Regions from separate parts of the Mus musculus genome. Here region 1 is linked to region 2. The links are chromatin contacts, called in public promoter capture Hi-C maps. All regions are on one chromosome and are shown on one strand. The core of a region is the stretch at or near the end of the contact, and the rest is flanking DNA. Distances in the headings are between cores, read along the strand shown. Region 1 has its middle 8.5 kb from the start of Gm31601. Region 2 holds the start of Adra2c (adrenergic receptor, alpha 2c).

Region 1 (5,158 bases), core at 2,207-4,706, 110 kb after region 2:
AGGTCTGACATTCTCTTCTGACCTTCACAGGTACCTGCAGACATGTAGCATACATTAAAACACACACGCACGCACTAAATCTTTCAGATATGTACACATTTTTTAAAGTAATTTGAACAACAGTATGGATAGGTAATGCCATAATTAAATAATAATCTCAGTGCCAGGCATTGGATACCTTCTTATGAGTTATTGATCCCAAAGGCTCCATGAAACAATGCAGGCTATTGTGATTGCTCTTGGATACCCACCAGAGCTTGATGGTAAGACTTTATTGCTGAAGACACACTTGGATTGCAGAAAACAGAGAAATCAAGCTAGAGCTGGCCTCAAAACTCCTTCCCTACTGTCTAGCCTTCATACTTCTAGAAGCTTTCTATGCAGGCTAACGGAGGAGAAAAGTTATCAATGGTCTTACCCAGATAAATCAACCATAAATCCCACAATAAGGACCTGCCAGGAAAAATGTGTCTGCTAGTGCAATCTCAGCATGAAGGCTATCAGGGTGATCAACGACCATTTTCTGGTTTCATCTGAGGCTTGTTCTATAGGAGGACATTTGTAACTGTAAGCCTGGGAAGGCCATAGGTCCTAGGGAAGAGCCTATTACTAGTGTTTTACTATGTGGACATGTTGTCAAACTACCTTCTAAATATTGTACTTATATCCATAGATTACTGCTACTTTCAGCCTTGCCCTGAGGAGTCTTTTTCTTCAGGGTCAGAGTGCTGAGAATAAGTGACTGAGCCCTAGAAGGAATGTTTGTATCAACTGCCTGTAAAGCTTTGAGAACTAAACAGAAGAGGGACAGTCACATTGTAAGGTCCAGAGGATGGGTAAGAGTGCTGGGAAATGTGGTCACTGGGAGGACACATGGCCACGGCACCACCAACTCACTGAAGCCGTGATAATCTCCATGAGATCAAGCCAACAAGACCAGGCAGCATGCCAGCCAGCCCCATGAATTGGACTCAGTGGGTTAGGAAAAGCAGATGGAGGAATGATGGTGGAGGGGGTGTTTCAAGGGGTGGGGAGGAACAAGGGTGAAGTTGGGAGTGGATAGTGAATATGATCAACGTATACAAGTGTGAAACTGTCAAAGAATAAATGAAAGACTTTTTTTTAAGAGGAAAGGGGCTAGAGAAATGGCTCAGAGTTAAAAGCAATGTCTTCTCTTCCTGGGAGACCCATGTCAGCTTCCCAGCACTCACATAGCTGGCTGTGTCCAACCATCTACCACTGTGGGTCCAGAGGACCCAACACCCTCTTCTGGCATCTGCAGACACTGCCTGCATGCACATGGGATGCATACGTGCATTCTAAGAAACACTCATATAATAAATAAATCTAGAGGAAGGAGGCGAGGAAAAGGAGGAAAAAACCTGTGACAGCAGACCAGAGAGAGAGAAAGAAAAAGGGGGGAAGGGAGGCATGTTATAAACACTGCCACTGTAGCCTGCAGTGGCCACATGTGCCATCTCCCCTGCTAGCATCCAGGCCACAATGCTCACATAAGACAGTTCTCAGAGTGTGTCCCTGGTGGCTGTTCAGCTGGCCTTGTGCCCCAGACAGCATCCATCTCCACGCTGGCCAGTCCCCTCTGCTGCACCTGTGCCAAACTCCTAGTCACTAAACCACTGGCAAGCTGAGCCCCACTCAGGAGCAATTAGTGAACAAAATGTTTTCTCTTCCCCCCCCCACACACCCCGTAAAAAAAAAGCTATGCAGAGCCACATAATGGCCGTTTTTATTGCCGTTCTGTAAGCCGAGGGTGACAGCTGATATTTAGTGATGTGAGTCACGAGGATGTTTTTGCATTGGAAAATCGGTCGTCATCCTGGGGACAGAGAATCCGTCAAAAACAGCATCTGACAGACAGTGTTTGTCAAAGTCTGCCTCATGTCATCCTGGTCTACTCTGCACCATGTCTCAAAATTGCCATATGCAGAAGATCTTGGTGGCGTCAAATTATGTATAAATTCATAAAATGAACTAAAAGGCTTCCTGCCTAGTCAGCTTGTGTTACTGGAATGAAGTGTCTGTGATCAGTGACTTAGGGAAATTGTTTATTTTGGCTCACAGATTTGGAGGTGTCAGCCTGTGGCCAGGTGGCTCCATGTTGTGCGTCTGTGGTTAGCAGGACAAATTTGCAAGTCTTGGTGGCCAGGGAACAGACAAGACAAGACTGCTAGGGCACACCTTCAGTGTTTCCCCAACTAGGCCCCACCTGCCAGTAGTATCGCTGTTTTACAATCCTATTAAAGAATTAATCCGTTGACTGTCCAGAGCCCCCAGAATCCACTTACTTCCGCAAAAGCCAGTGAGCCCCAGGGACAACCCAGATTCAAGCTGTAACAAAGGCTGCATTGATGCTGCCCAAGCCTGCAGTGATTCCTACACAGTGAAGAGTGTGTCCTTTTCCTCCCCACGTTTCTTCCTCCATGCCTGCCTCATATCCCTTTCCATCTCCTCCTTTCTCTCTCTCTCTCTTTTCTGTGGTTTTCATGCTTGTGTCTTTGTCCACTCTGGTGTAATGACATAGCTCAGCCTGGGCTCATCAGCCTCAGACACTGACTTTTCAAGGTCTGGTGTCTGCTATTAAAGCACTGGCAGAAGGCCAGTCCTCTCCCCACCGTGTCTTCAATGGAGTGGAGGAGTGGGCAGCTCTGGGGCTCCCCTGCCAGCACACCGATCTCATGCCAACAGTTCCACTTCATGGTCATATGGCTCCTAAAGTTCTTTCTGGGATAAGTATTTTACCATGTGGGTCTCGGTGGACTGGCTCTCAGTAACTGTGTGTGTGTGTGTGTGTGTGTGTGTGTGTGTGTGTGTGTGTGTGTGTGTGTGTGTAAGTAACAAGAGGTCTGTTCTGTCCCATCTGAGCTGGTCATGGTAGAGCACACAGTAGGAAGATTTCTGAGGAGGCTGAGTTTAGGGGCAGCCTGAGCTACACCTGTGCCTGTTTGGCGGCGAACACCTACAATCAGTACTCGGCATTCAGATGGCTGAAGCAGGGGGATTGTGCTGGCCCTGGGCTTACGTGGTGGTTGTGAGACACCGTCCTATTGGAGGAAAGGAAGTCACCCAGTCAGGACTTGGAGACTGAATGGCCAAGTTTCCATTGGATCTGAGAAGCGTAATCTGCAGTGTGTGGGCCAGTCCCAACAAGCCCACCCACAGCTTGCAGTAGCTCCTGGAGACAATGAGACCTTCATCACCTGGTTCCTTCTGAAACGTCTGTCAACATCTAGCTTTGGTTCAACAAGCACCGTTAGTTCCAGCCTTTTCAGCGTGCAGTGAAGCCACAGCAGACTTGTGTTCTGGTGAAAAGCGGACCCAAGTGATTACAGCAAAGAAAGGACAGGATTTCAAAAATAGCAGTGGGTGAGAAGACTGACAGATGCTGTGCATTTGACAGGGTGACTCATTCTGTGACAGCTTGGTCCCCCGGGATGACTGTGAGTCACACACAAGAGGGGCTGCCTGAGCCCAGTCTCTGGGAACAAGGTGGTCACAGGTTGGCTTCAGAGTGAGAGAAGATGGTGGGAATTGGGGTTGATGCTCTGGACAAGCCTGGATTCAGTCAGACCTTGGGAGACAGGCAGGGCCAGGGTAACATCAAGGGGACCAAAGGGTTTCTATGACCAGGTTTGTACACCATGGAAGTGAAGCTCTCTGTGGGAGGACAGACACTACCAAAGAGCAGGGCAAGCAAGACAGAGCGGCCCCAGGTGACTGTGGTTCACAAACAGTCTCTCACTCCAGGACATGGACTTCACCTACTCTGCAGGGAAGGTCACAGCCTCTCAAGAGCCCCTAGACCTCATTGAGCTTCTGACTAGTTCCTGAGACCTGCGATGACAGACAGCAGCAATCGGACAGGACCAGTTCGTGGGAAGGCAGTGGAGACTGGCATGGGCAGGTGCTGGTTAAATCCCAGGGGCTCCCAAGAGCCCATCCTATCACATCCCACATATAGCTGGACAGGAGCAGGTCTTCACTGAGCCAGTCTGTTTCTTGTCTCCACGGACAAATACTTTAACAAGAATTCAACCCCACGCTAGTTGGAGAAGTCCAGATTGACATGAAGTGACAGCCATGTCTCTTCCAAGGTTTGACAAGACCTTTCTGCCTCTCCAGATCCTGGACTCCTGCTGGACTTTGGCTGAAGGCTGTTTACTTCAGAGTTGGTGACCATGATCTCAATGAGGAATGTAGGCATAAATTTTTCTCAGCCTACTTTAATAAGGGTTCAACCTCCCCTCTAGCCCACCACCCACCAGATGTGGTGGAAAAGAAAGGTTATTAGGACAAAGGGGAAGTAGACCTGTTTAGAAATAGTTCTTTGGGGTGATTTCAATCTTCATTGTTCTCAGTCCAGTCCAGTAGCAAACACCAGATATGAATCAGCAGCTGCAGACCAGTCCACTCAGCAGACACCACACACAAAGCAGCAAGGGCAGTTCAATCCAGAAGAAATTCAGAAGGACTCACCAACTGGACAGAGTCTGAGGAAGCAGAGAGAAGCAGCAGAAATCTCATGAATTCTGTGGCGAGTTTCTTTCTATGACATCACCATAAGCGAAGCTCAGCAATGCAGTGTAAGGTGAACCAATCCGTGTGTATTGCCATCAAAGAATAGCTAGGTAGAGGATCCCATTATCTCTAGGGTCATATTTATATTCTTTCTAAATATCACATATTTGTTTCACACGTCTGCTTTAACAAAGAATCCTATCACCTGTGTGCCCCAGAAAAACATTATTTGGCATAACTGGCTTTCCAAAGAAACCAGAAGTTTCCATTTCAGAGGAAAAAGGCCTCTGATCACATGGTCTCCTCTATCTTCTTGCTTGCCATAGTATGTAGGATCCACCCAAGTGATCCAGGGCCAGCTCATCTTGAGATTTTTATGGGTTAGTAAAGATGTTTTCTCCCCAGTGATGTCAGCAAAGCTTCAAGGCCTCATGTGGGCATGTCTTTGGGAGCTACAGTTCAGACCTTTCCCAAGTCCTGGCTTTCTCAACCAACTGAGCTCCCCCAACACCACAGCTGGACCACACTTGTCAGACAAGTACCTAATAGTCTGTTTTGAGCCACTATCCAGCATTCCCTTGGGCCCCCCCCCAAAAAGATTTGTCTATAAATGGTCTTCATG
Region 2 (4,964 bases), core at 675-3,174:
ACTGCGGATAGGCGGCGCCGTCGGGCCGGCGGTAGAACGAGACGAGAGGCGGGAAGGAGATGACAGCGGAGATGAGCCACACGGCCACGATGGTGGCCTTGACACGGCGCGGCGTGCGCTTCAGGTTGTACTCTACCGCTTGCGTCACCGACCAGTAGCGGTCCAGACTAATGGCACACAGGTGCACGATGGACGAGGTGCAGAAGAGCACGTCCAGTGCCAGGTATACACCACACCACACTTGCCCGAAGTACCAGTAGGCCATGAGCTCATTGGCCAGAGAAAAGGGCATGACCAGTGTGGCCACCAGGATGTCAGCTGAGGCCAGAGACACCAGGAAGAGGTTCTGCGGGGCGCGCAGTGCTCGGCTGGTCAACACAGCGATCACCACGAGCACATTGCCTACCACGGTGAAAACGATGAGGAAACCCACCACAGCTGCCAACCCCGCCACAGCACCTGCGGAGTACTGGCCCGGCGGTGGCACCCAGTCGGTCCCCGAGGCGTTGGCACCCCCGCCGCTACCCCATTCGCCCGCGTCGCTCCCGTTGGGGCCCTCAGCCGCCGCCGCCGCCAGCGCCGCGGCCAGCGCTGGGGACGCCATGGTCCTCCCGAGAGCTACGCGGTCCTGCCAGGAGCCCGGGCGCAGCCTCGGCAGCTCGGGCGCCCCACAGCCAGGGTCGGCGTCCGCATCGCCGCCTGCTCCTCCGGCGCGCCGGCTGGGGGCCACGAAGCCCCGCAGCCGGCTCTCGGCCGTGGTGGCCCGGCGGGCGGGCGGCGCGCCGGAGAGCGTGGCTGCCGGGCTCCCCGCAGCTGCCGCGCGCGTAAGTGCAGAGCTGGAGGTGCCCAGAGAGCGCGGCGACGCGGCGGTGGGGGGGAATGGGGGTAGGTCCCGGGTCCTCGAGCGGCCCCGCCCTCGGCCTGGGTTCAGTGGGAGCGTCCCGGCCGCCAGCCCACGGAGATGCGGTGTCCAAGCTGGTGCACGCAAGCGGCTCCACGGTCCGGGTGCCCGACTGGGCTGCAGGCTGCAGGCGGCGGCCCGGACACTCTGCTTCCCAACGGGCTGGCTGGGGCTAAGCGAGCCGGGGCGCAGGTTGCCGTTCTTCCGGGTCCCTGCAACTTTACTTTGCGGGGCTGGGCGCCGACACCCGCGGTCCTCCTGCTGCTCCCGAGTGCGGGCGCCCCCCAAGGTCCGCGTTCGGCCGTGCGGGCGCCGCCTCGCCCTCCCCGCTCGCCGGTGCAGCGTCTCCGCCGCCGCGGAGCGCTTGGCGCAAGTGCTGTCGCCCGGGCTCGGCTTCCAACTTGAGTCCAGTAGCGCAGCGGGGAGGGCGCAGCGGGGCGGGGCGGGGCGCCCCGCAGGCCCGAGCCGCGGGCCCGGGGGGAGCGGGCCGGGAGCCGGAGCCCGCGGCCGCCTGGGCGAACCTGCCGGCGGCGCCGGGGAGGAGCCCTAGGCGGCGGCGCAGGGCGCGCACTCGGCGAGGGCGCCCCCTCCAGGGCCAACTGCAGCCTGCGGGGCCCGGCTGAGCGCGGGCTGGCCTGAGCGGTGAGTTCTAGAAGCCTGCTCTTTCTAAGATCGTAGTCTCCACCTCACTCGGTTACAGGCGACGGAGCGCGCGCGGGCGCGCACACCGGCTCGTAAGGGGCTGGCTCGGGGTCCGCGGCCTGATTGGAGAGTGCGCTTGTAGCAGCATGGCAGAGACACTGCTGGTGCGCATCATTCCTTTGGAGCTTAGGGTCCCTGCTCCCCTGCAGAGCCACCTCCTCAGTCAGCCTCAGTTCCCTCCTCTGAGTACCTCTCAGCGCTGCGGGATCGTGAATCATAACCACGGTGTCAGTCGAGGCCCAGATCAAGCTCCCAAGCTCTATACCCATGTTGGCAATTGTTGAAGTTGAATCTTAATGCTGTGTGATCCCGCTTTTCACAGCTGGAGGGGACGCTCCAGACCTGCGCTTTTGACAAACTCAAAACTGACCTGCCCCATGCAGCGTGATTTTGTGGGAGTAGGTTTAAGAGAGGGCGAGCAAATCAAATGTTGGGGAGATCTCGTGTCAGTTTCACAGAGGTTCTGTCACGTGTGGCCTGAGTTGAGTTGAGGCACTGGTCTCTGCCTCCAGGCAGCCCCAGGTCTGCAGGGAGGATGTGGCCAAGAGAATAAATTGGACTTTCCAGACCTAGCGTTTCCCTGCTAGAACTAAAGGAGTACCATTCTCTCCACCAAGGCTGGCCAGGACCTCATTACACAGGTCAGATAGACCGGAAAGGGAGGGGAGTTGGCAATCCACTGGCAGAAGGCCTCATCAGAAAGTCATTCTGAGGACCTTGGAGCCATGACCTGTGGCATCTGGACTTGTCCCTGCTCTGGTGGCTGCTTCTCCCTGCAGTCCTTGAGGATAGTGCAACCTCCTTGTGGGCACTGCAGCCCTAGAGGACCCACAGGACCTACCCTCAGGGCAGGGGTGTCCAACTAGGATTAGGCAGACGACAAACATTTCAGACCATGGGCCTGTCTTGAGTACTGTGCCCGTGCAGGACACACTTCTTGATGCCTGTCCTGGGCACTTTCTAACTCAGGGCTTGCAAAGTGCCATGTGCTGTCACCTGAGAATGTGAACTATGAGGAAGAACCGCCAAGGTTTTTTAACAAGTCCTTCTTACCCAGAGGCCCCAACAAGGGCCACTGATCAAAACAACTTCAGTTGGTTTGTATAGAAGCCCCCAGATGACTCCAACATCAGTATATTGGAGGAAGAGGAGGTCTGGCCTTATGGTGTTTGTGTCTGGATATTCACCCCCACACTGAGTGCCATCAAAGCCCTGGAACTTCCCCACCCCCCATCCCTACCCCCAACCCAGCCTAGAAGCAAAGGAGGAGGTGACAGCATGTATCACCTTTGGATATGGAGGAGTTATTAGGAAAAAGCTTTGTGGACCATGCTCCCTAGGGACTGAGGTAGTCCCCAGTGTGTGGATGGTCCCTAAGACAGAGTGCTCTTTAGGAATGTGGGTACTCCTTCAGATGGGATGCTTCTTTGGTGAGAGTGCCCCCCGAAGAGGCTGGTTTAGTTCTGAGGATGTGGGAGCCTGAGGACGATGAGGGGAAGGGCAAGTGGGCACTGGTCGGGTACTGTTGGAGAGATGGCTTCTCCCCTTGCAGGCAGCATTGTGGACCTGCCTGAGTCAGAGATGCTGTCATATGAGAAGCTGAGGGGACAACAGGTAGTCTAGCCCAAGCCCTGACTGCACACAGCCTCACGTTTCCAAGTGATGCCTGCCTAGGCAAAGGGATGCCCTGGGAGCCCTGCAAGGGAAGCCTGCAAGGGCATCTGCAGGGCTCGCTACTGAGTGACCTAGGCTCTTGGGGATGATGGCTACATGCTGTAGGGATGCTGACCATACCTCCCGGCATAACTGAGAGGAAGCCACTCTGGAGTCAGCAGCCAGAAGTGAGAGTTAAAGAGTCTGCTCATTTGAGGGCAGCTGGTGAGACCCCCTGGGGTGGCAGGAACTTACGAAGAGGCTGAACTAGCCTCTTTGCCCAGAGATAGCCAATTAGCCCCAACAGTCTGCTTCTGGTTGTTCTGTGGCAGGAAACAATGTGTGCCCCTACAGACTGTGTGTTCAAGAGTAGTTGGTGGCAGGCCACACTGGGTGTTTGTACCTACTATGTGAGGGCATTCTGGGAAGGTCCTGGTATATTTCAGAAGGAAATCCATGTGAAGTGAAGCAGCCTGGGTATTCAGAGTGGTGGGTATACTGGTGCCTAGAAGTGCGGGGTTGGTCCAGCCAGGGTTGCATAGTGCCTGGATGTTGGGTCCTAGGCTCTCAATTCCCTGCCAGGCCTCTACCACAGGATCTGGTTGCATGTCTGTGTGAATCCTGGGAGCAGTGCGCATGCTGCAAAGCAGCCGTGACATGGGCTGACGGGAGCTGGGCTCCTTGAATCACCCTGGTGTACTCACAGGTATGCGTGAACACATGCACCTCACTCCCTCATGGGCTCATGCACATGGATATGCTTATTCAAGTGTGCACACACAGACCCATTGCCTGAACACACGGATGTTCATGAAGATGCACTTACATTCACATGTGTGTATACATGTGCACCTGTTCATACATATATGTATGATTATATACCACTTACACACCACTTGCATGTGCATGCCACGTATGTACATTCATCCCTTCAGATACTTTCCAGTGTAGCTGTGTATATACCCAAACACATGCGTATGTGTATCTGCACCTGGAAGATTCCAGTCAAAGGCATGCATGTATACACATATGTGCATGTACACCCACATGAGTTTGCACATAGTCACACACAAGGCAAGCATATATGCACATATAAGCATAAATGTCCACACACATATGTTGTTTGTGCAACCACTCACATCTTGATTCAGAAGTGAGCAGAGCCATCAAGTGTGAATTTAAGCTCCTGATCATGTCCTTCCTTGCTTCTTGGCAGCTGAGTGACCCTCCTCATTCTCAGGCCTCAGTTTTCCTGTCTGTGAAATGAACACATTGCACCACTGTCTCTAATATCCGTGCTGGCTCTTCCATTCTCCCTCTCCCTGAGGGAGTGTCGCATCTGGCCTGCCCAGCTTTGCCTTTGGCTGGTGCCTGGAGCTGCTGAGGAGAGCCAGGCTCACAGAGCTCTTCCATTTTACTTAGCTCTAGCTGGTGACAGGGTCAGGGAAATAGAGCTGGATTTCTTGTCTCAAGTCTAAGAGGATGCCCTTTTTATTTGAAATGGAGCTGAGGATTTTTCCCTATGTTTATGTGCGATCTCATTTTTAAAGATGAGCCAAGGGAAAACCAAGGCTTGTTTCCCTCTCTGCCCCTCCCTGAAGAATTCCAAAGACTGATCTGTCTTGTCAGAACGTGGCAAGGATCCGGCAGCCGGGCTGGCTCTTGGCGCCCCAGCCTGCAGACTGAATCCATTGCATATTGATCATCG

What was found. Promoter capture Hi-C pulls out the DNA fragments that hold promoters and counts their contacts.
Region 1: a contact with region 2 is called in a promoter capture Hi-C map of hippocampal neurons, with 4 times the contacts expected there. The contact joins the enhancer-like site here to the promoter of Adra2c in region 2. A contact is called at or near these places in 2 of 39 promoter capture datasets (both in hippocampal neurons), 1 of 15 datasets of contacts at CTCF or cohesin (large pre-B cells), 14 of 484 Hi-C or Micro-C datasets (cerebral cortex, cortical neurons, embryonic stem cells and 4 more), 4 of 115 datasets of contacts at active chromatin or transcription factors (VIP interneurons, embryonic forebrain and embryonic stem cells) and 2 of 9 other capture datasets (adipose tissue and pancreatic islet).

What each region holds. Positions count from the first base shown.
Region 1 is chr5:35,167,304-35,172,461 of GRCm38.p6, reverse strand. No RefSeq gene overlaps it. Among named protein-coding and RNA genes, the nearest start is that of Gm31601, 8.5 kb to the right of the region's middle. Within about 2 kb of position 3,456, at least 33 of the 459 cell types and tissues checked have an H3K27ac peak or open chromatin away from gene starts, as enhancers often do. A contact at or near this core is called in hippocampal neurons and ventral hippocampal neurons, where this site is marked.
Region 2 is chr5:35,275,526-35,280,489 of GRCm38.p6, reverse strand. It overlaps Adra2c (adrenergic receptor, alpha 2c), which reads right to left and starts at 1,924. Exons shown (of 1, transcript NM_007418.3): 1 at 1-1,924. The coding sequence starts at 604.